Linked DNA regions of Mus musculus: region 2 is linked to region 1. The links are chromatin contacts, called in public promoter capture Hi-C maps. All regions are on one chromosome and are shown on one strand. The core of a region is the stretch at or near the end of the contact, and the rest is flanking DNA. Distances in the headings are between cores, read along the strand shown. Region 1 has its middle 81 kb from the start of Gm41418. Region 2 holds the start of Grin2a (glutamate receptor, ionotropic, NMDA2A (epsilon 1)).

Region 1 (7,472 bases), core at 2,936-5,435:
AGCTTGAGTGTTAGTTGATTCCTGATGCAGTCACATGGGCAGTCACTATAAACTCTCTGGAGTTATAACACTATAGTGTGATTTTAAAAAATTAGATTCCTTTTTAAAGCACTTCTTTGAATCAGTGCTAGCCATGCCTCTAAAAAAGAAAAGAGCAGGCCTGATTGTTTGAGAGGCAGGTGTGCACACATGTATGCACATGTGGAAGAACATGTAGGCTCATGCCTCTCGATTATTTGTATGTTCACGTGTGTGCACATAGAGATCAGAGGACAGATTCAGGTATCATCCTTATTTATTTATTTATTTATTTATTTATTTATTTATTTATGTATTGGCAGATTTCTCACAGTCCTGGAATGCACCAAGAAGGCTAGGCTGGCTAGCCAGGAGCCCCAGGGACGCATCTGTTTCTAACGTCAAGCCGCCACTATGCTTGCCTTTCTAGAAACGTGGGTTCTTGGGCATTGAACTCAGGTCTTCATGCTGACTCACCCCATCAGTCTGCATAGTTCCTTCTTAAATAGCTTCGATTAAATGATTTGCTGAGATCCTGTGATTAGTCATCTGTGTAACTTCAGATTTTATTGGTGATAGCCTATCAAAACGAGTAATTGAAGTGGAAACTTCTTGAATTTTGGGGAAGTCAGTTATGTCAGATGATGTTTTGCTGCGGAACATAGGTGGAAGGATGCTTTGCTAAAGCAAACATGTGAATAGTCGTGTGATGAAGAAATGTAAATTTGATGCCACAGACAGTGAGAGCTGAAGCATTGCTTTGCTTTGCTTTGCCTTGCTACCCTTCTCTAATGATATACATGCAGTAGTTCACCTTACATTGCGTTGCTGAGCTCCACTTGTGCTGACGCCTTACAGAGAAACCAAAGCCAAAGAACTTCCTGTGAGGTTCCTGCTGCTTCTTTCTTCTTCCAAGGCCTCGGGCTGGTTGGTTTCTTCTGCATTGAACTGCCCTTGCTGGTCAGTGTGTGGTGACTGACAGGCGGACTGGACTGCAGCTGCTGATTTGTGTTTGGTGTTTGCTACTGGACTGAGCTGCTGATATCCTGACCATGAAGATTGGACTCATCCCCAAAGAACTATTTCTAAACAGGTCTACTCCCCTCATATCCTAATAACTCTTCTTTTCCACTATGTCTGGTGGGTGGTGAGCTAGAGGAGAGGCTAAACCCTTATTAAAGTAGGTTGCAAAAACATATGCCTACAAGCAATAGTGGTCCTTATTATTGCAGTGATTGGTATTTAGATAAGTCACATGACCACCATCCACCCCAAGAAGTTGCAGAGCTTCCAAGTGGCAGAGATATGAACAAAGATTTAAGAGGCTCTTAAAGAGTCTGGATTGCTTCCGTAATGTGTTCAGCATCCACAATGCTGCAAGATGGATGCGTTTAGGCCCATTTCATACATGAAGAAACACAAACACTTGTTGAAATCTTCATGACTAGTGGACCAGGCCAGCGCTCCAATGCAGGCTTCCCATTCTACGATGGCTACTGCTTCATACTTCATTAGGAGTAGTATGAAATCTATATCAAGGGCTGGTGAGATGGCTTGGTGTGTAAAGGTACTCACCTCTAGCCTGACAACCTCAGTTTAATTTCTGGGACCCATGTGATGGAAAGAGAAAACTGATGCCCGCTAGTTGTCTTCAGAACTCCACATGTGCCTGGTTCCTTGCATATTAAGTAAATAAAAAATGTAAATATCTGTATCCCTCTGTGATATGATAAGAGCTGGCTTTGTGCCAACCCCGAAGGGACCGTCCATCCACCAGAAAGTTCTGCCTTGCACAGAGATGGAATGGTCTCTTTGCAACTTTACCCAGTTACTTCCAGTACTTAGCATTTAATTACCTCTTGTCTTCTATTACTCTCTAATTGTCTCTTACGACTCCTCCCTTCTTCCTGGCTTCCTTGCCAACATCTCCAGGGCAGAGATCAAATCTTATAGGCTCAACGCCTCCTGAAGCAGTAAAGTAAGAGCTTATTAGATAAATACTTGTTGGTTGAAAGTTATTACAAGAATTTCTCCTCAGGGTGTCATCCAAGGTATGTGGGAAACTGTGTAGAAAGGTCACCAATTTAAATGCGATTTGGATACTTTTAAATAGACAGAGTAGTCAATACTCAGAAACTTTATTCCTCAATGATACAGCTGTCCTAATTGCTATTATTGCCTGTGTGCTTGTGTGTATGCATGTGTGTGCGTGTCTGAGTCTGTGTATGAGTGTATGTATGCAAGTGTGTGTGTATCTGTATGTGAGTGCCTGTGTGTGTGTCTGAGTCTGTGTCTGAGTATGACCGTGTGTGTGTGTGTGTGTGTGTGTGTGTGTGTGTGTGTGTGTGTATGTGTGTGGTGCATACACATCAGCCTGTAATACCCGCTCATGCAAACATGCAGAGGCTCATGCCGACATCATATTTAAAATGGACACATTTAAATTACAAACCCTTGGCTGATTGTCCTGAGACAGGGTCTTTCACTAAACTGGAAGCTCAAAGTTTTGGTTAGGCTGGTTGGCCAGTGAAATACTGGGATATGCCTGTCTCTGCCTTTAAATTACTGGGCTTAAAGGCACAGCTTGCACAGTCATCTTCCCAGCCCAAAGATGTCAACTCTGCAAGTCTTTCTTCTTCAGAACTGTGTGGATGCCAAACCAGAAATGAGGGCATAAAGTGAATAATAGAGTCAAGGCTGCATGAAGGAAGGCCAGGGTGAGCTTGCATGCCTGAAATTTTATTGGCTTCAAAGGGCACTGTTCCCAAAGCCTGTTTCTGCTCTCAGATAAAACCACTCACCCATATTTCCCTTACTGTAGTGCCTTCTGTTATGCTTTCCCAACTAGAATTTAGGCAGCGTTCATTTCATAGCTAGCAACTGAACCCTACTCAAGGCAGTACAAACAAAGAGTGGAAACTTGAATCTATTGCACTGTGTGTGCACAGTCTGGGTTCTCCAGAAACCTTGATCTGGAGATTGCTATGGTGTAATGAGATGTGTATGATGTCCGGAGAGATGATGAGATTGTTTCTTTCCCCTCCTCTGCTCACAGCCCCAGCTGAGAGAACCCCAATGGCTCAAAGGATGAAGCCAACTTCTCAATCCCTTTAGGTTAGAAGAAACATGCAGACAGCTAGGTCTGAGATGAGCTCCATACAAATGAGGGAATAGAGAGAAGGAGAGAAATGTCTGAAGGCCATCAGTCCAGCAAGGGCAGATACAAATTATGGTGCCCACGGCCAGTTAACCCTGTGTTATGAATCAGCCTCTTTCAAGGCTGGAGCTCTTGATGGCAGCATGTTGGGTGATTCCTCATGGAATCTGGAACTGAATCCTTAAAGGAGGAGCAAGAGGAAACTTTCAAGCTGCTTTACTTCTCACCTGTTTATTGAGCAGCAATAACACAAAGATCAAAGGAGACACCCACCGCTTACCATAGGACTTGATGCTACCATGGGCAGACTTCACAGAAATGACCGTGGCAGAGATTGGCTGAGACTGCTTGATGTGTTCTCAGCTTTGAGCATGAGGCACAATAGGAATGAGGGAACAACCTTACAGTCTGCTCACAGAATCCCTTTCTACATCTTCACAGCAACTTCTGATGTCAGAGGATACCACGTGACCCTATTCTATATGAAGGGAGTCAAGAAGCCAAAGGCACCATACACACTGTCCCGAATACCCACGTGCTTTCACATAGAACCCATGTTCTGTGAAGTTACAACTTGTTTGAATGAAGGGAAACAATTTCTTAGGAGAAAGAAATTGTTCAGACACCAAAGATGGAACTTGGAGTCTAAGTTACTTGATATCTCATGAGGGACTGTCATACAAAGCCTGAGGCTGAGTCTGGACTCACTGTTCAAGTTCATATTTCCTATTCAATGCTCGTCCTCAGGACCCCTAGGTGTTTCCTTCTACACTGAAGCCCCACCTCCACCATAGAGCCATGTAATTGGCCACTGAATAGTGACTCTTGCAAGCAGGCCCATAGCTACTGGCAGCAGAAGGCCCAGAGGCAGGATAAGACAGCTGGTGCTCTCCTCAACAAAGCCTTGATGTCCTGCCCCACAAATGCCAACCTCCTTTTTCCAGAAGGTATTTCTGTCCCCTCAATCACTCATCATAACCCTGTTCCAGACGCTGGGTGGTGCTTGGCTGAGTGTGGGTGGCAGCCGGGATCTGGCCTACTTTGCTCATGTAATAGCCAGAGACTGTTCTGCTAGTGAGATCTAGCTGTCCCCAGAAACATGGTCCCAACTGTTAAAAATGGTAATCTCAGTGCCTACAGTCAGGAGGCACATCAGATTATTTCTTAAGCTTATTAAATAAATGAACCAACAAATCCAATCAGGTGAAAGATCTTTTAGGCTCTCAAAGGGCTAGCAAGTGATTTAACTGGAGCGCCACCTCCAAGGTAGGTTCGTTCTCTCTCCTCCTGAAGAGTAAAACAACACTTTCTGTTTACAGTGTTCCATGCACCTTGCCTGAGTTTACTGTCATGCTTAACCATTTGATGGCGTTCCTTCAAACTACATATATGTTGCTCACTTCATGGTAAAGCTGAGGCTCAGGAAGAAGGACAGCCTGGACTCCATTTTGAGGGAAATGGGGAAGGATTTGTTGATGGCTCATGATGTGAGAGAAAAAGGCAGGCCAAAAATGAGGCCAGTAGTTTTTGTCTAATCAGCTTGGCGAAGTTGCTAGTGACTAAGATAGCAGGACAGTTGGCCAATGCAGGTCCTGAGCTGAGTGCAGTTAAGTGTTTAACTCTGTACCTTTGCAGTCAGAGGGAAGATGCTGAGAGGCAATTAAATAGGAAAAGAGGATGCTAGAGAGAAGAGTAGGAATTATGGCCATAGTGATGGAATTAAAGGCCCAGAGGCTGGAAATCACTGGAGAAACTGGATCTAGAGAAGAGAATGAGTTAGAGACCATCTAGGGCACAGAGACAGGAAGACAAGAAGCAGCTGAGAAGCTGCAGGAGGGTACATGAGGGTGGTATTTCAAGAGGGAGAGACAGAGTAGAGCCAGTGCTCCAGCTGACCCATGGCAGGTTAAACAGAGATCATCTGCTTTAGCCCACAGGATGTTATGGCTGACCTTGACAAAGACACCTTCATGAGGTGGTGGGGAAGACAGCTGGTGAGAATGGGAACACAATTGGAGAGGATTATTTTTACATGTGGACAGGAAAGGAGAGCAAAGTACGGGACTGTAGCTGGACAGAGCACGTGTGACTGTTCTGAGTGAATTTTATAGCTTGATTGTATCCTGAAGGAAATTATGTCTGACACAAGAACAGAACAACAACAGCCGCAGTGACTGCAGGCCTGTGTACCTGGGTTGGCTGGAGCGTGGGAAGCACACAGGACAGAGCATCCAGGCTTAGAGCGCTCCCTGCGTTTGCTGAGTGGACTCTCTTCCCAGATGACATGCTCTTGATTTCCTTCCTCCGACTTCCCCGAGAAGGCTGCTGCCTGGAAGAACAAAGCCCAGGAAGCAACGCTTGCTATTTCTGCTTTGATAACCATGAATTAGAGAGAAGAGAGAAACAAGAGGTGACGGGGACTTTGTCGGAGCTGCCGAATTTAGGTGTGTGAGTGCTGAGCACACTTGCAACATCACCTTGCTGGGAGGTTTTCAAGGTTAGGAGCCTTTCTGTAAGGGACAGAACTACAGAAACATACTTGGGGATGCCATCTAAGACATTTAGCTTAAGGAAGCTGAGCTGGCGTCTTTTTAGCCCCCCAGCAAATATCAACAGAGGCTGAGAGAGGAGAAATTAAAATTAGATAATAAAAAGGAACAAGAGATGCTCTGAAGAGGGTGAGGCAATGCAGAGGTGGGGGTGTATATGTCCTAAGGGAGAATAGGGTAAGTTAGAGGTAGCCTTCTCAAAGAGAAAGCAAGCAATTCTTTATTTTAGCATTTAGCCATACTTTCCTTTTTTGGTGACTCCCAAGTTACATCTCAAAAGGTTGCTAAGAAACCTGCCCCCCACCTGCCTTTTTCTTTTGATAGCAGAACTGTATGAGGTGGCCCCAGAGACTCCTTGGATGGAACTTTGATCTGATAAAATAAAACAATAAGCTGTTGGGGTTGTATAAAGGGCTAGGCTCACTTCCCTTTCCTATAACTGAATTTCTGAAAATTGTGGGCTCTTGTCTGAGAAGAACCTCATGCAGTTGTTAACTGTGGTGGCATTCTTGCTGCCCTGCTGGGAGATGCTTCAGCAGGATTCCAGAGTGGGGGTGGGGGCATCTGGTCCATTTCTTGTATTTCCAAGATTTCCTCTGCCCTTCTCATACCAAGGATGCTCAGGCAGGTCCAGTGTTAAGTGTTTGGAAGCTGATAGGTGAGTGTTGGGAAGCAGAGAGGGCAGGATAGGGCAACCAGGTAGGTCTGAAAGAGGCAAAACCTCAGAGAACTGTGGACTCTACACAGAAGAACTTGAGAAGTCTGTTTCTGACACAGGAAACAGCATCAGCGGCGCAAGGAACACCGAGCCCGGAGCTGTTGGAACTGCTTGAACTATATTTTGAGTGCATCTTAAAATTAATTTTAAGACCAGGCATGGTGGTGCACGCCTTTAATCCCAGCACTTGGGAGGCAGAGGCAGGCAGATTTCTGAGTTCGAGGCCAGCCTGGTCTACAAAGTGAGTTCCAGGACAGCCAGAGCTATACAGAAAAACCCTGTCTCGAAAAACAAAACAAACAAACAAAAATATTTTAAGGTAGTGTGCAAAGTAATGAGTTTCATTATGTCATTTTCATATGTATGTATGTATGCATGTATGTTTATATGTAATATGTACATTTGTGTATAATACATAATGTGTAATACACACACACACACACACACACACACGAATGATGTGCTTTGTTCATATGCTCCACATACTGCCCCCATTGTTTCCCTTCCTGCTTATCACCTCCATCCTCCATCAGTACCCTTACTGAGTTCATCTGTCTGTCGACATCTATCTTCATATGTATTGTTTAGTCTAGATTGTACATATAAAAAGAAATATATTCTCTTTTTTTCCTTTTCTCCACTACCATTTCTTGTTCTCCCATACTCTTTTCTCTTAGACTAGGCTGTAGTTCAGTGCCACACCCAACAATTGTTTCTACAGGGTTTTTAATAGAGGGGCAATAGGACTGTATACATTTGAAACGCAAAGCAGAAAAAACTTGAAAACCAGTCAATTTCTCCTGCGGTGGATCTATGAATGGAAATCTGAAGTGAATGGTAGCATTTCTTGCATTGTGAAGACCCATCAGCAAGTGTGAAAAGTTGTGAAGAGGTTTCTGTAACTTGGCTGTGTGCCAATTAAGTGTCTGGCACATAATTGTGAAACACCTGTTCTTTGTGGTTTGAAGTCAAGAGCTGATGTTTTCTGGACACACAGTTCTGACTCAGGCCACTCACTTGAATACCTAAG
Region 2 (7,472 bases), core at 2,301-4,800, 630 kb after region 1:
ACATGAGGTCGCACACATGCGTGATGAGGCTCTTAGGGTCAGTGCGGTTCATCAATAACGCCACCACGTTCACATCCAGGGGCAAGCCGGTTGCCTGCTCCGGGCCCCACAGATTTCGAAGTTCGCGTTCTGTCACGTCGTGGCTGTGACCCAGCAGCACCGCAATGTTCAGCGCTGGAGTACCCTTCTCCGCCGCCGCGTTCTGCGCCGGACCGTGCCAGACCAGAAGGGCCGGCAATACCAGCAAGGTCCAGTAGCCCAGTCTGCCCATGGTCGCCACTTAGGGTCCCTGTAAGGTGGAGGAGAGCGAGAGGCAGGTGGTGGTCAGTGAGGGGCCCAGGAAACAGGATAGACTGCCCCTGCACCCGCTCTGAGAGTCGAATGTGAAACCCGACACCAGCTCTGACTGTTTTTGTCACTCTTTAGAATACTCATCCTTGATGCCATCCACATTCTTCGACCCATGTCCATCTCCACGTATCAGTCCAAGCCGAGCTATTTTGCCATCCCTGTCCCCAAGCCCATCCTGGCATCCTCCTTCCTTCTCTCTTGTCTCCAGCTGACTCCCTCAATCCCATCTGGGTCCAAATTCCACACAAGATTCCCCAAATTTGACGCAGACAACAGCTCCTAGGCTCCCAGAGAGCCATGAACCCCACTACCACCCACAATCAGAAGCCCAGGCCAAGCCCTCTTTGCAACCCTCTCTCTCCGCAAGTGCGTGGACCAAGTTATCGACCCCGCCCCCTGCTCAGGAGCAGCGAACTCCGGACTAGCCCTAGCGTGAGAGGCGGTGCCTGCATACTGCAGCCTGAGTCTGTGGCGAGCCTACAGGGTTAACTGACCCCACCCCCTGGGAGCTCGCCCAGTGCGCCACGGAGCTCGCCCAGTGCGCCACAGACCTTGCTCCTTTAGTGGCACCCACCAGCTGCAGATCCCGCACCCCCCCCCCATGCGAGGGTTACAACAAGCGCTTGAAAGTGTAGGTGCTCTTTGTGACCCCGGGCTCTCAGGTGCACAGGGGAACTTGAGGCCGGACTCCCCACCACTACCTTGCTGGGAGAAGCTCTATGTCAAGCCTCCCTGGACCCGCCCCCTACACACGGGTACGCACAAGCAACATACAATCTCATGCCGTGTGAAATGCTGAATTCTGGAGAGTAGGAGCTCTGCCTTCCACCCCCACCCTAACACCCCGCAAGTGGGCCAGCGCGTGGGAGCTGGCAAAGAACGTGCGGGGGTGGGGGTAGGCTCCCAAAAAGCTCTCAGATAGATGAGGAGTGTGCATCCCCTCCTCAGTCTTTCCACTGCAGACCCTGGAGCCAAATCTTAGATGCACGTGGGCAGTGGGCTGCACACGCTAACAGACACGCGCGCTTTTCTGCGCATATCCCCAGGCCGCCTTAGAGATGCCCACGGCCAGCTGGAGCCTTCAAACGTCCTCAGACGGTGTGCACACAAGCACTGTGCCAGGTGCACAACAGTGCTTGCCTGAAAATGCCTGTACGGTCGTGCACGCGTGTACAAGCGCGCGCCCTTCGGCTCGGGTGTTGTTGCACCCCGGGGGAAGTTGGGGCAAACTCCAGCCTTGGCTTTTTAGGGTGAGCAAGGTGGAGTGCAGGGCCGCAGCGCCACCTGGTGCTCCTCCAACGCCTCGCCATTGGGCTCTCCCTCTCCAGTTTTCTCTCCCTCGCTCTTTTCCCCCCATCTCCCTACTGAACCCTCTCCTCTCTCTTCACCGGTTGAGCCTATATCCTCCCAGGCCCGGGAAGTCCGTATCACCAACTAGGACGTACCTGTAGCCGGAGAAGGTGGAGGATGCAATGGGGCGTGCTGCGCGCACGAGCATCTCGGCCGCCTCAGCAGCCACCAGGTTTAGCGGGTTCCCGCATGCTGCGGCCCCTGCGTGCTCCCCTGGCTGTCCCGCGCTGTCCGCATCACCCCCACGGGGGGCGGCTATCCCAGCCGGAGGCTCTGCAGCAGGGCTCTAACCGGGGCGGAGGAGAGATGGAGAGGCAGGGTCAGCCCACCAGTGCTAAGGGAAGGTGGGGGGAGGGATGCAGTCTGCAGTGCTCACAGCCCCCTTATGCACCCTGGGGGCTCGACCAGAGAGGGAGCTGGAGCTTGGTGCCTATGACACCCTCGGTGCGGGTCTTCACTTCCTGTGGCTGATAACCAGAGCTCCTTTCAGGGACGCACCGGAGAGTGGAAGCCCCAGGTTGGCCACCCACGAGAAGCTTAGTGGGAACCTCCACCCTCACCCCCTACCACCACCTCGGCGCCCGGCTACTGGGAGTTGTGCGACCAGGAGCTGCTGAGCCTGGGGTGGGGGGTGGGGGGCAGGAAAGGAGGGGGCGCTGGCTGAGTTTGCTATGAGCCGGGAGGAGAAGAGGGGGAGGGAAGGACGCGGGCTCCCGCGGTCCCGGATCCCCGAGGGAGGTGTGATCACTCCCACGTAGCGACCCTCTTGTGCGTCCTGCCGCCCCCTCCTATCCATACCTTCCCCCCACCAGCTTCTCACAGGGCCCTCCCAGGCTCGGCGTCCCGCGCCAGCACTCACCGCAGCCTCTCTCCACATAGTTCTCAGCAGTGGCCACCCCTGGTCATCTCCAGGGCTGATTGCTGCCGCCGCGACTCTCAGAGCTCATCCGGCCCCATGCTCAGGCACAGCACCCCAGGAGCCTCTCTCCTAGAGCCCTGGCTCAGCTTTATGCTCCACTCCGGACAGCGGCTGCCAGGTCCTCTGAGCGCGCCTGGACACCCTCTCCGCAGTCCTGCTCCTGCTTGGCGTGCGTGAGTGTGTGAGTGTGTGTGTGTGAGTGAGTGTGGGAGCGCGCGCGCGCGTGTGGCCGGGGATCCCCGCGGTCCCTGGCGGAGAAGGGCGCAGGCAGAGGACCGCAGCTCCCTCCTGGCCCTTTCGCTGAAGGGCCAGCTCCGAGCTGGGCGTTCGGTTCCTCACTTGGTCAGCGGGAGCCCAGGAAAGAGCCTGGCCACCGCGGTTCACAACACTGGAGAAGCCAGGATCCTAGGGCACGCTTCTGCTGCGGTCGCCTAGGAGGATAGAGGAAAGCAGAGGCGCCCACCACAGCAACTTAGGACTTGTTCTCAGCCAGCGAGACGCAACGCAGCAACCCCCGCGCAATCCGACGTTGTTTGGAGCTCTGGTCCGCCTGCAGCCGCCCACCCCGGAGGCGGGCCAAGGCAGACCCCGCAGTCCCTAGGCGGCGACGCGGAGCGCGGCCACCCTCTTCTGGAGCGCACGGCGGCAGCGGAACAAGGCCGACCTAGGTGTCTGGCTGGTGACGGGGGGAGCTTGCGGTGGCGCGCAACCTTGGTGCTGAAACCACGCTCTCCGCCCGCTCCCGGGCGTCTGGTGCTGCTGAAGAATCAATTATTCAGATCTCTGCTACGGATTCCTCCTCCTCCAGTGCCTGGCGCTGGGTGCAGCAATCTCTGTTCCACGCAAGGCACGCCGACACGCACACACCCGCCCAGGATGCTTCTCTCAATGCCTCACCACCCTGATATGGGAACCCACTCTGATGTCAGAGAGCCGGGAGCTTAAAATCAGAAACATATATACTCTCTCCAAGCACAGACACGCGTGCGCGCGCGCATACACACACATACACACACAGACGCGCACCCACAGACACACATACACACTTGCTGCTTCCTTCTCTAAGTTGTTCGAGACAAAACGTAACCCTGTGGTTGCCTCTTCTAAGTCACCAGAACGGATAAGCCAAGAGCCTGGGGCTAACTGGCTGTGAAAACTGACTGGCTCCAATTCTAGCAGCTGGGCATGAGGCTCCTTGTTAGATGTCTACATTTGACCTTTGTACGGTCAGTCACTTGAATCCCAACACCTGTCTCTGCCTTTCTTCCCTTCCCTTGATGCCTCATGTCACCTGGATGTTTATGCTCCAAATGCATATGTTAAAATCCTAAGTATTAAGAGTACTGGCCTCCACAGTGATTAAGTCATAAGAATAGAATTGCATCCGGATCTTTATTTAAAAAAAAAAAAAAAAATCTCAGAGAGCTAGCCAGCTAGCCGGCTAGCCAGCTCCTAGCCCAGCCAGAAGCTGCCCCTAACAAACACAGAGCCTACTTCACCTTGTTCAGAGAACCAACTGTAAGAAACTTCTTGGACTCCTATACTGAGTAGTAGCTTTTGTTATTGCAGGTCTGCCAAACTCAGGAGTCACCCTCCTCCTTTAATGACTGATAATCTGAAAAAGCAGGCGAGCAACAGCAGTAAAAATAAATAAATAAATAAATAAATAAATAAATAAATAAATGCCATTTCTCAGGGTTATTTTGCAATAAAAAGACAATGGTCAAAGATTTAACAAAACCTGACACGTAGTAGGTACCCAAGAAAAAATGAGAGCCCTCTAAAGTAACTCATCCAGGGGGGATCGATATGGCTACAGAAAGGAGCCCCTGGTCCTGGAGACCCGTGGGTTTATTGTGGAGCTGATGTTGTGTGTGGAATACCCTGGGGTTTTACACAAAAGAAAACAAGGAAGCAGACAGAATCTGGACGGTAAAGGAAAAGGGGATGGGGGTGGGCAATGTGATACAACAGAGGCAGAAACTGGAGCAATGGTCCATTTACTGGGGCTGTGAATGGGCTGGACTGAGCCGGGCTAAGCTGGGCCTCTCTCTTGCATGGATATCATGCAAGACTCTGACCTGAGAACTTGAGAATGTTACACTGCCTTAGCTCAGATAAATGCACACCTGCAGCCCCAGCTACTAAGGAGGCTGTGCAGCCTAGGCAGAGCAAGCCCCATCTTTAAAAGCTATCTAGAGAACAAGCAAAGGCCTGAAACATAAATCATAAAGAATGAACACAGTGGGAAAACCAGGCCTAGTGGTGTGGCCAATGTGGCGACCGGGGTGGGGAAATCAAGTGCAGGGTACCCACGGGCAGCAGAGTGAGTTCAAGGCCAGCATGGGCAATTTATTGAGACCTTGCCTCAGAGTGAAAAGTGAAACCAAGGCTAAAGAGGGGGCTCCAGTGGCAGAAACTGTAATCTTGACTTCAAATGCCACATAGTAGCTGTGTTCCTTCTGTTGGCTGCACACAAATGCAACTCAGTGGTCACTGCATTGTTCACTGGCTTGTTCTCTAATGACAATGGATGGCTCAGAGTCTCACCCTTCTCTCTTCAAGTGCCTGGAGAAAAAACAAAAGCCTTTTTTATTCTCTTCTCTTCTTTTCTTTTCTTTCTTTCTTTTCTTTTTTTTCTTTCTTTTTCTTTCCTTCTTTCTTTCTTTCTTTCTTTTTGTACTTTTAAAAAGATTTATTTATGGGAAGAGAGTGTCACATGCCATGCCATGTGGAGGTCACAGGGCAATTTTCAGAAATCATTTGCTCCTTGCACCTTGCCGAGGCGGGGTCTGTCTTGTACTGTGCTGCTGTGTATCTTAGTCTGGCTGTCAGCTAAGCTTCCAGGGGCTACTTTTGTGTCTGCCTCCCATCTCACAGGAAAAGTGTTAATATTCCAGGTTCATACCACCATATCTGCCTTTTTACATTGGTTCCAAGGACAGAACTTGAGTTGTTAGGCTTGTGCGGTTGTGTGGTTAGTAATTTTTCCCATGGGACCATGTCTTTGGTCCCTGTTTATTTGCAATTACTGGATTGCTAGCTTTCTGTACAAATAAACACATTGGTGCCCAGTCTTCTCTAATAAACAGATGTGAGCTGTAGACTGTGGGGCTTTTAAATTTAGCATGCTGGGCTAGAGAGATGGCTCAGCCTCTTCTAGAAGACAGGGGTTCAGTTCCTGGCACCCATGGAAGGCAGCTCTCAATCACATTTAATGACAACTCCAGAGGGTCTAATGCCCTCTTCTGGCCTTCATGGGCATTGCACTCAGGAACACAAACCCACAACCAATATACACAAAATTTAAAGTAAAAATTTAAAATAAAAAAAACTTTAAAAAATATTCATGCTTACCTTATTCTATCAGAACACCAGATGTGGGGCCACAAACACATATTTTTGTTTTTGTTTTATTTTATTTAGGTTTTTTGGGTTTGAGTTTGGTTTTTGAGATGAAGTCTCTCTGGGCGTTGGTGGCGCACGCCTTTAATCCCAGCACTTGGGAGGCAGAGGCAGACGAATTTCTGGGTTTGAGGCCAACCTGGTCTACAGAGTGAGTTCCAGGACAGCCAGGGCTACACAGAGAAACCCTGCTCAAAAAAAAAAGAAGAAAAAGAAAAAGAAAAAGAAAAAGAAAAAGAAAAAGAAGAAAGGAAGGAAGGAAGGAAGGAAGGAAGGAAGGAAGGAAGGAAGGAAGGAAGAGAAAGAGATGAAGCCTCATGTATCTCAAGCTGGCCTAGAACTCACAGATATAATTGAGGATGCCCTTGAACTTATGGCCCTCCTATTCACACCTCTCAAGTGTTCAGATTACAAGTGCATGTGCCACCACATCTGGTTTATGTAAGGCTAGGGCTTAAACATGGGGTTCTGTGATGCTGGGTAAGCATTCGACCGATTGAGCTCCACTTCAACCATACTTTTATTTAATTTGATTGTTGTGGCCATGCAATCTTTACAGATGTAATGGAACCCAGGACATTATTGTAACACATGTTATTTCATAAGCTGATCAAATTAACTAACTAGAATTCTCCTCTCCCTAGCACTTCTCCATGTTTGGAACCTCCAGGCTCCTGTCTTTGGTGTCTGCATGAAGTGTGTAGCAGGTTACTCTGAACTACAGTAGCCCCTCCACTTTATAGCTCCAGAACATAGTTTTCTACCCAAGCGTGTCTGGGTTCCCATTTACCTGCTTTACCTTCTATCTTTCCCACCTCCTAACTACTCATGACAAATTTTTGCCTCTATGTATGGTAAAGAACATGCAGTCATTGTCTTCTGTGTCTGGCTTATTTGATATAATGTAATGTCCTCCAGTCCCCTCCATTTGGCTACAAATGACCAAATCTTATCCTTCTTTGTGGACAAATACTGCTCTGCTGTTTATCTGTGCCACAGTCTCTTTTCGGCCACTGGTGGACATCTGGGTTGATTCCACATCTTAGCAGTTGTGAACAGAGGTTGAAGAAATTGGAGTTACATCTGGGATGACCCTGATGCTATCCTCACATGTTCCTCTCTCATCATCAGTGCTGAGCCTAGAACTGAGTTTTATTTGTTAAAAACTAAAGGGCTGGTGTCTAACTTGTAAAAGATTGAATTGAATACATGCTGTCCCTTGTAAATAAAGGAAGATGACAATTATCCAAAGAAACAGCCTGTGTCTAAAGCCACAAAAGCTGACATTTCCTGGAGTCAGGCATCTCACTGGTGCAAGAGATGCCTTGGGTCAGGCACTGAAACTCCTCCACACACACTTGACACGGTTATGGGCTCATGAGGACCTGACCCTGTGCTACACTACAAAGCTAGCTCACTCCAAGCTTAAGGAGGCAAGTCAGATTCT

The links. Promoter capture Hi-C pulls out the DNA fragments that hold promoters and counts their contacts.
Region 2: a contact with region 1 is called in a promoter capture Hi-C map of hippocampal neurons, with 8 times the contacts expected there. The contact joins the promoter of Grin2a here to the enhancer-like site in region 1. A contact is called at or near these places in 4 of 39 promoter capture datasets (hippocampal neurons, liver and stem cell-derived epiblast-like cells), 1 of 484 Hi-C or Micro-C datasets (embryonic stem cells), 6 of 115 datasets of contacts at active chromatin or transcription factors (embryonic forebrain, embryonic stem cells and forebrain) and 1 of 9 other capture datasets (adipose tissue).

The regions. Positions count from the first base shown.
Region 1 is chr16:9,356,871-9,364,342 of GRCm38.p6, forward strand. No RefSeq gene overlaps it. Among named protein-coding and RNA genes, the nearest start is that of Gm41418, 81 kb to the left of the region's middle. Within about 2 kb of position 4,186, at least 13 of the 459 cell types and tissues checked have an H3K27ac peak or open chromatin away from gene starts, as enhancers often do. A contact at or near this core is called in hippocampal neurons, where this site is marked.
Region 2 is chr16:9,992,263-9,999,734 of GRCm38.p6, forward strand. Grin2a (glutamate receptor, ionotropic, NMDA2A (epsilon 1)) reads right to left here and starts at 3,551. Exons shown (of 14, transcript NM_008170.4): 1 at 2,561-3,551; 2 at 1,797-1,987; 3 at 1-289. The coding sequence starts at 271. Gm30668 (a long non-coding RNA gene) reads right to left here. Exons shown (of 3, transcript XR_384651.2): 3 at 4,947-5,188.